2 separate regions of the Mus musculus genome follow, and region 1 is linked to region 2. Evidence: chromatin contacts called from public Hi-C data. All regions are on one chromosome and are shown on one strand. The core of a region is the stretch at or near the end of the contact, and the rest is flanking DNA. Distances in the headings are between cores, read along the strand shown. Region 1 overlaps Plppr1 (phospholipid phosphatase related 1). Region 2 has its middle 27 kb from the start of Cavin4.

The links. Hi-C and Micro-C count contacts between places; a contact is called where the count stands out from the background.
Region 1: a Hi-C map of cortical neurons shows a contact between it and region 2. The contact joins two enhancer-like sites. A contact is called at or near these places in 1 of 484 Hi-C or Micro-C datasets (cortical neurons), 2 of 115 datasets of contacts at active chromatin or transcription factors (astrocytes and embryonic stem cells) and 1 of 9 other capture datasets (embryonic stem cells).

The regions. Positions count from the first base shown.
Region 1 is chr4:49,106,834-49,109,533 of GRCm38.p6, reverse strand. All of the region lies in intron 1 of Plppr1 (phospholipid phosphatase related 1), which reads right to left. Among named protein-coding and RNA genes, the nearest start is that of Plppr1, 49 kb to the right of the region's middle. Within about 2 kb of position 1,438, at least 9 of the 459 cell types and tissues checked have an H3K27ac peak or open chromatin away from gene starts, as enhancers often do. A contact at or near this core is called in cortical neurons, where this site is marked.
Region 2 is chr4:48,689,345-48,692,149 of GRCm38.p6, reverse strand. No RefSeq gene overlaps it. Among named protein-coding and RNA genes, the nearest start is that of Cavin4, 27 kb to the right of the region's middle. Within about 2 kb of position 1,294, at least 18 of the 459 cell types and tissues checked have an H3K27ac peak or open chromatin away from gene starts, as enhancers often do. A contact at or near this core is called in cortical neurons, where this site is marked.

The DNA of each region.
Region 1 (2,700 bases), core at 189-2,688, 420 kb before region 2:
ACAAGTGCCTAGGCAGAAGCTATCATGGGGAAAACAGGCATTTACTCTTGGTAGGCATGAAATGCCACCCTAGCTAAAAAGCTATTGGCACTTGATAGCTTCCAGAAGAGGATGATAGAGCTCACTTTCTTCAAGGGTGTGAGCCCTGCTATGCCAGGCACACTTCAAGGCATGCCCCACAACCAAGAGTATTTGGGCAACAGAAATGGGACTTTAGAGAGAAAAAGAGAGAGAGACAGACAGACAGACAGACAGACAGACAGACAGACAGAACGTGGGATACGTGGGTGGACCTTGGAGGAGTTGGGGGCAAGAAGAGGAGAATGATCAAAACGAATTGTATGAAATTGTCAAAGAATAAAACCACTGTTATAAAAAGTCTCACTCCTTTCGAAGAGAGAAGCTTTCCTACTGATCCCAATATTCCACTATCATCATTGGGAAAGGAACATCCACGGGCAGCTTTATTATAAGTCATATAAAGGAGAGCATAGGAGGCAAGCCAAACACCAAACAGATGCGCCTAAGAACTCTGAAGGTAGCTCTCACTGTCCCTGCATAAAAACTGGGAGGTTCCATTATCCCTGGGCATGTTGCATGGGGTAAGTAGTTGTCACTGTGGATGGTACAGCTCTTCTCCCCTCCACAATCCTGAGTTACCCCACCCAACACTCTCAAAAATGAAGCCCAGGCACTAATTAGACATATGCGACTTAGTTTCAGAGACAACACTGATTATCTAAACATGAATTAAACGTGTTTTTGCTTACACATTGCTGATAACTTTTAATCCAGACAAAGAGGAAAGCATGCCTGTCCCCGCACTAATTGCTGTGCCTCACAAAGGCCTTGTCAGCCGTGTGAATACCCATGCTCTGCTCCTGAATCCTTGTCACTTCAGCTACTCACAGGCTTCAGAGGAGTCCCCTGATAGCACACTTCAACTTCCCACACACGAGGGTTTTTTTTTCCTACCACCTACCTAATCTCCATTCCTCCATCTGAGATGTAAATACATCCCTGCTCATCTTACAGTAAGCAGGAACAGAACAGTATCGTTCGTTCGATATCTGCCACGGAGGAAAAAAGGAATTGAATCTCAACTTAACTGTAGCTATTTCTGATTTCTCATAGAGAAGCATACGGTTAGAAATTGCTGTAATAGAGTTCTTCACTTCTTCTATCCCAATTTGAGGCTAGAGCTAGAGGGGATGAAATAAGTTTGAAGTCCCCTCGGATTTGAAATGGTGAATTAAACACATGTGTTGGGTTCTGCTCCATCCCAAGCCCCATTAACTTCCAAGGAAATTTTTAATCTATTAACTTACAAAGGGGAGTGAAAAAGAAAAACAAGCTACAATGTTGGCAGCTGAAAAGTGGATGGATGGGTGGGTGGTACCTGACTCTCTAGACCTAAGAAGGTGGCGCTGTCATCCTGCAGCAGGGAAAGGGAGGAGCCGTTGGCTTCGTACTGCGAGAGTGGAAGGAGGCTCTGCTACCACAGTACCAGAGATTCCTGACAGAAGAAATAAAGACATCCCAAACAGGAAATCTACCTTCCAGAAATGCATAGGAAACAGGTAGTTCTGTCTTTTTTCTATCTCTCTTCCTCCATCTCAACCAAGTCTTGAGCATTATTCTTTTTTTAATTTTCTTTTTTTTAATTAGGTATTTTCTTCATTAACATTTCAAATGCTATCCCAAAAGTCCACCATACCCTCCCCCCGACACTCCCTACCCACTCACTCCCACTTCTTGGCCCTGGCGTTCCCCCGTACTGAGGCATATAAAGTTTGCAGGACCAATGGGCCTCTCTTTCCACTGATGGCCAACTAAGCCATCTTCTGATACATATGCAGCTAGAGACACGAGCTCCCAGGGGGTACTGGTTAGTTCATACTGTCTTAAGAAGGGGAAGAAATGACCTCTGAGTTGGGCCTGGTGCCACCGAGCACTGAGCCCTGGAATTGGCTTCATGATTAAGAGTACTCCAATTCAGGACAACCATAGATTGATTTCTCAGCTACCATGTAAATAGCATGGCGTGAGTTCCCGTGACTCTGGCATTGGAGGGCAAAGGCAAACCAGTCCTGAGAGCTCACTGGATAGCTAGCCTAGCGCCTTAGCTTCTAGTTCATGGGAGGTCTGTCTTAAGGCAGAACAAGATAGAAGGCTTGCTCTGGCTTTCACATGTGCATACAGACTTCCACATTCATGTGCATGTAACACACACACACACACACACATACAAAGAGAGAGAGAGAGAGAGAGAGAGAGAGAGAGAGAGAGAGAGAGAGACCAGATGTGTGTTGGCAGCCATGCAGAGTAGACAAACAACTCTAAGTGACAGAACCAGACAAAGAAAAAAAAATGAAAATCCTGCTTTCAAAAGTTTAATAGAATGTCTAAGCATAGATAACTTCTCTATTGTCACCATCCAGCCTTCAGCCTCAGTGATAGCCATATCTACCCAGCAAACTTGGAGCCTCTCACAGCTGTCTTGATACCTCTTGCTTCCCAACTCTCTCTGTACCCCCCCATATCCAGGCTATTTAACTTCATTTAACTTTCTCGCAGTTCCTTGTATGTGAACGTGAGTTCTCTTTCTTTAAATGTGAAGATTCAGTAGCCCACAGATCATAAGCAGTTCTCCACCTTACGGGGCGTCTCTCTTAGGAGTGGCCCTAACTATGGCATTGT
Region 2 (2,805 bases), core at 45-2,544:
GTGGAGGATGTAACCACCGTTTCCAGAGGAATTTCCAGAAATTCCAGAGGACTTTGGATTCATGTACTTCACAAGGGTCCTCTTCTGGCTCAATGTATTTAAACCTAAACCCCTAGGGGTTTTTATCTCTATAAGGAGACCAAGCGACATTGTGTCCTAGCCTGCCATCTTGTGGCAAACTGGAGCATGGGCAGGGAAATCACACGGGACCAGGACAGGAGGAGCAAGGATAGGCTTTGTCACAGGTGTTAGACCCTGCAAACCCCGCAGGGTCAAGAGAGCCACAGTCCCTGCCTTCAGTTTATAATTCATAAAAGCAGGGGTTGGGTATCAATCCAAAAGATTGTCTGAAAGTGAGTAAAGGCCAACCTTCGACCGTCAGAAGGTGGAAACCGACGGTTAAAATGAAGACAGCAGTGTGGTGCCGCACACTGGGAATCTCAGCACTTGGAAATCTGAGGCAGGAGGATTGCCATGAGTTAAAGCAGTTCTGGGCTGTATGATGAAATTCAAGCCATCCTGGCTACAGAATGAGATCTCATCTCAAAAATACATACATACATACATACATACATACACACACACACACACACACACACACACACACACACACACACACATACATACACACATACATACGGTGAAGGGAAAGGATTCCAGAGAGAATGGTGTCTGTAAAACTGCCAGGGAAGAGGAAGGAGAGAGACTGTGATGTGAAAGGAGAGGTCAGGAGACTAAAGGGGGCCAGATATTACAGGGGCTCACAAGGAAACGTCGGGGCTTCTCTTCACACTATGAGTGAGTATAGCAAAACCGTGAACTTGGCCCTAAGGAGGAAAGACAGGCAGGGGTGGGTATCAATCCATTGGATCGCATTTCTAACCAGGTCCCATTGTGCATCAGTTGGGATCTCAGGATCTAATCAAGAGTCTAACTAACACTGCAACAAGTTTATCTGGGAAAGTTTGGGATCCAGTAATTACAGGATTGGAGGATTGGAATAGTGAAGAGTCCAGCCACAACAATAAAGAAAAGCAAACAAAGAAAAAGAAAGATGTAGGCAGATACTCAGGCATCCACCAATCAAGGTGGAACCTCCCGCCCCCAGGCCCAAATCCTGTGCCGGTGGGGAAATCATGGTTTGACTCGCGGGATGGCAGAGAACCAACAGTAAAACATCCGGGGCACCAGGGAAGGCCGCTTAAAAGGAGGTAATGCTCTGGAAGCACTCCGCTATAAAACAGCCTACACGTGGTGCCACAGGGTGTTGTTGGCCACAGTACACAGCAGATGGCTCAGGAGCCCGGTGCCCAAGAATATACCCCAAGAAGGGCACTGCAGGAGCTGGCAAAGAGCCTTGCATCACAACTGGGAAGTCTTTTGTATCTGCTGTCTCTCTAGTGCCCTCTACTGACAGCATTTAGTATAGCAACAAAGGTTCAGAAAAATATTCAGAGGGCCCAGGAAAGTAGTGGCAGAGTAGATTTGAAGATGAGAGACGATAAGTGTATATTAAATACCCAATAAAGCCTTCTCCATTACAAACTAGGGACAGGTCAAATTTGGCATTTAAAATTTTAGCACTGATTTCTGATTGTATTTGTGTGTGTGTGTGTGTGTGTGTACATGCGCGCGCGCACGTGCACGCGGTAGTGTACAGATGTATGTGCATATGGGAACCAGAGACCACCTCAATCTTCATTCCTCAGCTGTCTGAATGGTGAGCAAGCCGCAGGCCTCTGCCTGCCTCTACCACCTCAGTGCTGGGATTGCGAGTATGAACAACCATGCCCAGCTTTTTGACACAAGTGCTGGGTATCAAACACAAGTCTGAGTGCTTGTACAGCCTCACTTTATCCCATGAGCTACCTACAAGCCCTGGACGGATTTTTAAAGTATAATTGTACAAATTAACAGTCTACTGTGGCACTGTCACCTGTGTATATTATGTAACCTGGAGTGTATTTGTTGTGTTTTATAAAAAAAGATAAGGGAGAGAAGGAATATGTTTGGTGGGGGTGTGGTAAGGTGTGGGGGAAGGGAATGCCTCTGCAGGCCCATGCCGAGGCATCCCTCCCTCCTGAGAGACCAGCTACACAATGGCATATAGTATAGAATAGAGTTTATCCAGGACATGGGGAGGGGAGTTGAGGGAGTGGAGACAGAGAAAGACAGAGAGAGGGTAGAGGAGGAGAGGCCGGCCATGAGGGCATGGAAAGAGAGGGGGAGCAGGAACCAGAGGACAGAGCAAGAGCAAGAAGGCAAGAGAGAGAGGAGGGGCGAGCAGCCCCTCTCATAATGAGGCACACCTGGCTGTTGCCAGGTAACTGTGGGGTGAAGCCTAGACTAGATGCTAACAGTATTCATTCCCATTATCCTTCATGTCTTCTTACTAATTCTTCCAGGTCCTCGTTTCCCTACACACACACACACACACACACACACACACACACACACACACACACCATTCATTTTTTTAAAATCTTTATTCTCCGCATGAAAGAATGTGATCTTTGTCTTTATTTTGCTCAGCATGATGACCTTCAGTTCCACCCATTTTCCGGAAACAACATGATTATGTTTTCCTTTACTACGACTGTAGCGTTGCTAAACTACATTTGCCTGATCTATGTGGCTGTGAGACCCTGACTGACTCACTAGCTTAGTACTGTGAACAGTGAGTACCAACCTAAACATATTCAATAATCCTGAATGTCTGCTGCTTTTGATTCCTATGGTGGTTGAAATAAGAATACCCCGCCCCCACACACACAGGTTCATATATTTGAATGCTTGGTCACCAGG